2 separate regions of the Mus musculus genome follow, and region 1 is linked to region 2. The links are chromatin contacts, called in public targeted proximity ligation maps. All regions are on one chromosome and are shown on one strand. The core of a region is the stretch at or near the end of the contact, and the rest is flanking DNA. Distances in the headings are between cores, read along the strand shown. Region 1 has its middle 25 kb from the start of Slc3a2. Region 2 holds the start of Lgals12 (lectin, galactose binding, soluble 12).

The links.
Region 1: a contact with region 2 is called in a targeted proximity ligation map of pancreatic cancer cells. A contact is called at or near these places in 14 of 39 promoter capture datasets (cranial neural crest, embryonic stem cells, hematopoietic stem and progenitor cells and 7 more), 12 of 484 Hi-C or Micro-C datasets (the HL-1 cell line, bone marrow-derived macrophages, differentiating embryonic stem cells and 3 more), 3 of 130 datasets of targeted methods (embryonic stem cells, pancreatic cancer cells and stem cell-derived neural progenitor cells) and 3 of 9 other capture datasets (embryonic stem cells, liver and macrophages).

The regions. Positions count from the first base shown.
Region 1 is chr19:8,687,054-8,691,090 of GRCm38.p6, reverse strand. No RefSeq gene overlaps it. Among named protein-coding and RNA genes, the nearest start is that of Slc3a2, 25 kb to the left of the region's middle.
Region 2 is chr19:7,604,390-7,608,805 of GRCm38.p6, reverse strand. It overlaps Lgals12 (lectin, galactose binding, soluble 12), which reads left to right and starts at 1,613. Exons shown (of 10, transcript NM_001356574.2): 1 at 1,613-1,679; 2 at 1,983-2,144; 3 at 4,414-4,416. The coding sequence starts at 2,076.

The DNA of each region.
Region 1 (4,037 bases), core at 1,226-3,725, 1.1 Mb before region 2:
CCTAGGGCCTCCATTTTGTTCTCAGCTCTTCCACAGTGTCCAGCGGAGTCTGGGATGCCCGAGTCTGAGAACCCGTTATCTCTGGCCTCTGTGAGGCCCAGAGATCTCAGACTGCCCCTTGTCCACCCTCATCGGACTGGGTCCATAGCTTCACACAGCCAGACACCCACCCTGGGCTGCACACCTCCTGTGTCTGTGTGTGTGTTTTCCATCTTGCTGATTGTTTGATTGGATGTGGGATCTTCCTAGATTTCTTAGTGTAGTGTTACATAACTTTCTCTGGGGAGTCTCTACATTGGGTAACATAACAAGAGGAGGAAAGTCCCAGTGGGTAGGCATTCTGCCACTGGGACACCCTGCTGAGAAGCCCTGGATTGTAGGAGCTTGAGTGTCTCTATCAGTACTCCCAGGTGGCTGTGTGTGGCATTGTCCTAAAGATCTGTGCCAACACCTTGACTTTGGGCTTCTGCCCCCCAGAACTGTGAGAGAATCTGCTTCTGTTATTGAGACAACCAGTGTGTGGTGCTCAGAGATGTCACCTGTGTATTCCTGCTCATGTGACCTTTTCAGAGTTCCATATTGGAGGGCTATTCAGACTTCCTGTACCATACTCACCATTAAAAGTGGTTTACATGGTGGCTGGAGAGATGGCTCAGCTGCTAACAGCACTGACTGCTCTGCCAAAGGTCCTGTGTTCAATTCCCAGCAACCACATGGTGGCTCACATCCATCTGTAATGAGATCTGACACCGTCTTGTGGTATGTCTGAAGACAGCTACAGTGTACTCATATAAAAAAAATCTTAAAAAAAAAAGAGAGAAAAAAAACCTCTTTTTAAAAAAGTGGTTTACATTATGGCCTGGTAGATGTGTGTATGTGTGAGTTTTCTCTTTGTAAGTTCAAAAGGCAGCTTGGCAGGTAAAGGTAAAGGTGCTTGCTGCTAAGCCCAGGAACCCCAGTTTGATCCCCAGAAGGAAAAAACAGATTACCCCAAACTGCCTTCTGATGTCTGAAGATGCTCAGTGGCACCCATGTGCATGTGGTGTGCACACACACGTAATAAATGATATAATATAAAATCTATAAGGGGCTGGAGAGATGGCTCAGTGGTTTAGAGCATTGACTGCTTTTCCAGAGGTCCTGAGTTCAATTCCCAGCAACCACATGGTGGCTCACAACCATCTGTAATGGGATCCGATGGCCTCTTCTCATATACATAAAATAAATCTTTAAAAGAATATCTCCAACAAAAGCCTCAAAGAGTGCTCTTTTCCTTCGTGTGTGACACTGTCCAAATATATCCTAAACTACTGCATTTAGAGAAAATTCTAGAGTCTCGAGAACAAAGTGCTTACTAGCATGCACAAGGTCTTGGATTACATTCTCAGTACTAAGTAATATCGGGGTTGGCCTTGTGTGCTGTGTATTCAGATGGTGAGTTCTGTACCCCAAGAGCAGATTGCAGTCTGGACATAGGTATTATATTGATCAATGTGCTGTAAAGAATGTTTCCCAAAAGTCTCTGACTGGTATATAAAAAGCTAGAGCCTCTGACTGGGCAGGGGAGATAGGAAAGAGGAACTCCAGACTGAGTGAGGGGATTTCAACTAGGGACCACAAGGAGAAGAAGGAGGAGACGGAAGAAGGGAATTGTCATGGGGCAAGGTGGAACATAAACATGTGGCTAAGAGAAGCTAGCACTGAGGACACACATGGAACAGAACCAGACTCAGATGGCAAGTTATGGGGTATTTATCTGATTATTAATAGCCTAGCTGGGTTAGAATAGCTCAGAATCTGCCCAGCATAGTGCCAGCAACCTGTTAAAAAAGTCTGATGTTTCTGTGTTGTTTACTTGAGAGCTAAGTAGGTTAGAGGGGGGCAGAAACCCCATGTAGATTTTTAGGAGCAAAAGGAGGCATAACTCTCCCATAATATTACTACCATAAACCAACAGTTAACCAACTAACTAATGAAAATATCTCTGTGATCAGGGTCTGGAGAGGTGGTTTAGTGGTTAAAAGCAGTGGCTACTCTTTCAGAAGAGCCAGGTTTGATTCCCAGCATCCACATGGTGGCTCACAACTGCCTGAAACTCCAGTTCCACGGGATTCTGGCCCCTGTGGGTACCAGGCACATGTTCATATGTGCAGACAAAACACCAATACAGATAAAATAATTAGAAAATATTGCCAATCATGACTTACAAATGGGCCTTACAGTGACTTACAGGGGACATTTTGAATTTCATCTTGAGACTGAGCCTCTCAAGTGTGGAGGCTCCGTCATTGCTTCTTCAGCTGTAACAGCTCTGCCTTCCCAGGAAGGAAACAAAAGCTCAGAGATGTGCAGAAAGTCAACCAGCTTATAGAGGAGTCGGTGTTGAGATAAAACCTTGGTTAGGTTCCACCTTCCTGGCCTGGTTCTGCCACGACCAATCTGGTTTCAAGAAAGCACAACTCTGTGGGCTAGGGAGATGACTTAGAACTTAAGAATGCTTGTTATGCAGTTATGAGGACCGAAGTTCAGACTCCCAGTAGTCAGATAACAAGACAGGTGTCCCACAAATGCCCTTAACTCCAGCCCTGAGGGATCTAACATCTCCTTTTGGCTTCTGTGAACCACGGACACACATACTGGGACATACATGTGCACAGACATAGGCAGAAACACACACACACACACACATCTTTTTTTTTTTTAAGATTTATTTATTATATGTAAGTACTGTAGCTGTCTCAGACACACCAGAAGAGGGCATCAGATCTCATTATAGATGGTTGTGAGCCACCATGTGGTTGCTGGGATTTGAACTCAGGACCTTCAGAAGAGCAGTTGGTGCTCTTAACCGCTGAGCCATCTCTCCAGCCTCCCCCCGCCCCCCACATCTTAAGAGAAGAAAATGTCATTTTGTCCAAGGGTGGACTCCTATGCACATCACCGTAGCAGATGTCTCTCTGGAGATTGTTGTTTGGATATGCAATGTCTTCCTTGTTTTGTATTAAAGTCTTGTTCTCTACTTAGTGGACCCCAATAAGAAGCAAGTGAATCAGGAGAGTGGGTACTAACTTTAAAAACGGGCTACCGGAAAGTGGGGCCTGGTTGGAGCAAGTAGTCCCTGGAGACTGTCTTTGAGGAGTGTGCTTTGCTGTGGCCCTTTCCAAGTGAGCACTTCTATCATGCCCTCTCTGCCTGACAGTCTGCCTCACTAGAGGCACAGAAGTGTGCATCCAAGGGACTGTGGACTGAAACCACTGACACTGTTTTCCTTCTTTTAAATCATTTCTTTCAGTGACAACCAAGATGTCAGGTAACCAGGCTCCTCCGAGGCTGAGATTGTCTACAGTAGGAGTGATGGAGATACTAAAGGTGAAGTGAGGGTAGAAAGAGCTTGAAAGACAAGATTCATTCTCTCTGGGACCCACACACGCAAACCCACTTTGGAACAGATTTCCAGGGAAGACCAGAGAGGAGAAGGAGGAGGAAGGATGTGTGTGTGCGCATGTATGTATATGTGTACGCTTTTCTATTGCTGCGAAGACACAACATGACTAAACCAACTTATAAAAGGAAATGTTTACTGTAGCTCATGGTGTCAGAGGGTTAGAGTTCATAATCATAATGGCAGGGATTATGACAGCAGGCAGGCATAGCTGTAGCTGAGAGCTGACACCCTAATCTAGAGGATCTGTCTCTCTTTGTCTCTCTCTGTCTCTCTCAGTCTCTGTCTCTCTCTCTCTGTCTCTCTGTCTCTCCCTGTCTCTGTCTCTCTTTCTCTCTCTCTCCCTCTCACTGGGAATGGTGTGGGCCTTTGAAACTGCAAGGCCTGTCCCCCAGTGACACACCTCCTAATTCTTCTGAAATAGTTCCATCAAATGTGGACCAAGCATTCAAACATATAAGTTTATGGTGGGCATTCGCATTCAAACCATTACTATGTATATGCATTCATGCGTGCACATATACACGGAGGCCAAAGGTTGGCATGTAGCATCTTCCTTTATCATTTCTACTTTAATTTAAGTTTAATTTTTGGA
Region 2 (4,416 bases), core at 364-2,863:
CATACACTACACATAAATAAAAGTAATAATGAATGGATACCACAAGAACCGTGGGGTGGAAGACCCATGGGGTGGAAGGTAGTTGGTAATATTCGTTCATGAAAACCTAACACAAGACATGGTGGACCTTGTTCGTCGCTGGAAAGGGAAAAAAAAGTTCTTATATGATGAGAGAAATTACTATTCATACTGAGAAAAATGAAACTGGACTACCTAATACCCACATACATAAAAATAATTCCAGCTAAGCTGAATGGTGGTGGGCCAGCTGCCAACTTTGTCCATTCGTCCTGACTAGTTTTTCTCCTAATGTTCACACCCTCTAATTATTCCATCAAGTGTCCAGATGTTGTCAACTGACTCCCAGGTGAAGAAGGTCCCTTTCTTGGTCTGCGGAATGGATTCTTAAGGTATTCTGCAATCGTCCAAGACCCTCCCAGCAGAGACAACTGTATGAGAACAAGGCTGGCTGCCAACCCACAACAGAGGTCCCAGACAACACTTTGATCTTGAACTTCTAGAACAGAGACAAAATAGAGTTCTGTTGTTTACACCCCACCCAATCTGTTGTATTTTGTTATGACAACCCAAGTAAATGAGTGCACCCTCCTCCCTCATTTCCCAGCAGGGCTGATGTGGGGTGGGGGAAGGGCACCACTAGCCTTGGGGACCCAGATCTGACTACAGTGCAGGGCACTATAGCCTGGCTCAACTGGTCTCTCCACCTGCCGTTTCTCCTCCCCACTGTGGCGAACATATCTCTTTCTGAACACACCCAGGATTGGATTTCCCACAGAAACACCTTCAGCTCTCCTGCCACACCTACCCAGCCACAGCTGAACAAACTCCTTGCTTGGCACCCAAAGTGCTTTCAGTTAGAACCCAAGTCAGGGTTTCTCATTAATGCTCAGTAGAATTGCCTGCAAGGCCATTTCCTGGACTTCACTCCCAAAGAGCTTTCTCCAGTAGGTCCCGGGGTGGAGACGCCACAGTTCACCTTTCTGGCAAACTTCTAGGTGGGGAGATCAGGTGAGGTAGACCTGCCCAATCCCTCCGCCAGGCCCCTCACATGGCGCTCTTATCCCTGGAACGACTGTACCAACACCCTGTGTAGCTGACATACCAGGAATTCCCTGCTGCCAAGTCTGACCCCATAGTTAGATCAGGAAACCTCCCAACGTAGGCTAAAGTTGAGGAGTTATGCTATTTTGAAAGAGGAACTTTAACTGGAATCTGAGCCAGGCCTAGAGGCCTCTCCTAAAACAGCAATATGGGTCCAGGCTCAAACACAAAGCCCAGCCATGGTCACCCTTGTGACACCGGGATGAACAAAGGGAGGCTCAAGGAGAAGTGACTTGTGGAAGGACACAGCATGTAAGAGCAGAGGCTGTGTTCCCTCTAGCCAGTGCTGCTTTGTCTGAGACCAAGGGAGCCCTCCTCTGCCTGGCCTTTGTCACTCCACTTTCTTGTGACCCTAGCTGGTCCCTGGCATTTGCAGCTAATGCTGAAATGGCCTCAAGGGACTGAACAACTTGGGGGAAAGGGGAAGAGAGGGGAAAGCAACCAGGGAATGAATGCGGGAGGAGCCAGGAACCTGGGGGCGGGGCCTCTTAAGGAACCTGCACACGTGTACCACCAGCAGCAGCAGCTTCCCTTCCTACTATCCGCTGAAGGCCCAGGTGAGCCCCAGGAAACAAAAGCCCTCGCTGAAATGAGCCGGCCCTAGGCTTCCCTTTGAAGTGGCCAAGTGCTTCAGACACAGACACAGATGGGCTAGTTAGCAAGTCCATGAGTGAGTGCCAGCTACCCGCCCCTGGACGCGCGGGAGTTTCTGCTAGCAGGTCCAGTCCAGCAAAGCTGCTGCTGTACCATCATAGCGGGGGTTGATGTGGTTCCTAGAGGTGGGCCAGTGCCCCTCCCAGGTCGGCTCCAAGAAGCATTAGAACTCCATAGCGAACAAGTAAGACTAACAGCTTGGATAGCTGTTGCAGAGGCTGGGAAAAGTGAGTCCATTCCGTGGGGAATCGCGTTGCTGGAATCAGGATCAGAGGCTGAGTTGAAGTTGCCCCTCCCCCATGTCAACTGACGAACACCTGGACCCGATTCCTGACAGCTTCATCCTGCAGCCGCCAGTCTTCCACCCGGTGAGTAAGCGTAATAAAACGACCAATCAGCTAAATTCCAGCCTGCAAGTGATTGGTCGGGCTTCCAGGATCCTTGCCTATTCAATACGCCTCTTCTGGGATAGATGGCTAGAAGAATGGAGGTGGATTGCTATGAGGGACACTAATGACTAAGGGCAGCCCCTTCTCCAAGCCTGAGGGAAACCCTCCTAGTCAGGGAGAATGTGGATTCCTCTCTCCCTCCCCCTGTTCAGTGCCCAGGAGACTTTCTGAAGCCCAGCCACGTTTTCAGAAGGCCAAACTCCCAGCAGGCACTACCACTAATGAGCACTAATTATTACTTTCCCCTGCTTGGTTCTCTCCTCCTTAGAGACCTCCATCAGAGCAGTTAATTAACACATTCTGCCAAGAGCCTGGGAACTGGAAGCCACTGGGCTGCCTGCCAAGCTGCCATGCCATGTAGAGATCCTGGCCTCTGGCTCCTCCCCCACCCCCACCCCCGCCCCCCAGGTGCCTGAGCAACAGGGCTGAAGCACCTGAAACCTCCTAGGTCCCCACAGCCTGTTGCTTCGCAAGCTAAGACCGCCACCTGGAGGGCTCCTCGGAGTGGTCTGGGCTCTCTGATTGCCACTGGGAGTTGACAAGCCACCTATAAGGGCTGACCCTGTGACACTGCCCCAGGTTCCCCTTCCAGCTTGTCTGCACACCCTCTGTGGAGCACCCACTGTGCTGAGCCTGCTGAAGAGAAAGACAGGGCTCCAATTATCTTATTCAGTGATCCTAATGGAAAAACAGCCAGCCAGCTCCTGTACATGAGGGACCAAGGGCCAAGCTAGCATTGTGAGTGAAGACTCTGAGAACTCAGAAGAGGGAAAGCAAAACGGTGTCAGGATGGAGGAACAGGAAAAAGTGGAAGGGAGCAGACCCAGCAAAAGTAGAGTAGAAAGTGTGTCCATACTTCAGGAAGGCCAGACAGCCTCTGTATGAGGAAAGATGGGCCCCAAGAGATGGGCCTGGTCCCTAGTCACCGTTAGGTATCTCCAAAGAGAGTCCACATCAGGGCCAACTTGCTCCCAACTTCTTCATTCTTTTTTCCTCTTAGCTCCTAAACTCTGGGCATTCACCAGCCCTCAGCAGCTTCCTTCCCAGATGGCACCCAGTGAAGTGACAAACCACAGTAGCACAGCAACCTGGTGTGCCTCAGCTGGGTGGTGCTCTGACAGGGCTGTGGAGCTGATTAGGGTTCCCTGTGTCATATAGCTTTGGCATGTCTGCCCAAGAAAGAAGAGCTTTGGAAAGAACTGGGCTGGGTCACTAGAGTAACAAATTGATGGGATGTAGGGTTGCCATGGAAACAAGTCTCTGGGCAAGTCTGTGAGGTATTATCTCAATCCCATTAATCAAGGTAATGAGAGTCACCCTAAGTGTAGGGTGGCACCACCCCATGAGCTGACCCCTGGTCTGAATAAAAGGCAGGCATGAGGCTAAGTAAGCAACAGCTGCCACTGCACCCTGCTTCCTGCCTGGATGTGATGTGACCAGCTGCCTCAAGCTCCTGCTGGCATGCCCTCCTGCCATGATGGACAGGACTCTTCCTTCCTTTCTTCAGTTGCTTTTGTGGAGTATCTTGTTACAGCAATAAGAAAAGTAACCCAGGAATATTGGAGAGAAAAATGCTCCTTCCCTACTAGGACATTTTCTCTTGAGGGTGAAAAAACTATTACTTTGCAAAAACAACTTATGGCAAGAAATATTTATTTTGGCTCACAACCATAGGAAATCCATCCACCGTGGCAGGGAAGATGGTAGGAGGTGACCACTCTCCCAACTCCACAGTCAAGAGTCAAAGGCCTGACAGGGGTGATGGCACATGCTTTTAATCGCAGCCCAGAAGCAGACAGAGACAGACAGAGGCAGGCAGGTCTCTGAGCTCGAGGCCAGCCTGGTCTACAGAGTGAGTTACAAGACAGCCTTGGCTACAAAGACACCCTGTCTCTTTGGTGGGGTGAGGAGGGGACACGAATGCTTGCACTTCGTCGTGTTGTTCGGTCTGTGATCCAGCCTTTAGAAAGGTACTGCCTGCCCACATTTAGGATGGGCATTCTGCTTCCCTCTAGAAATCCTTCACAGATGTACCCCAAAGTGTGTTCCCTCATCAATCTAACAGTCAAGATCAACTCATGGCGATGCTGTTTTCCTGGTCTTTCCTCTCTACCCACGTCCGCCCCTGTCCATAGACATCCCTGGCCCCACGTCCAGTTGGCATACCCGATCTCTCTTCCTTGTTCAGGTG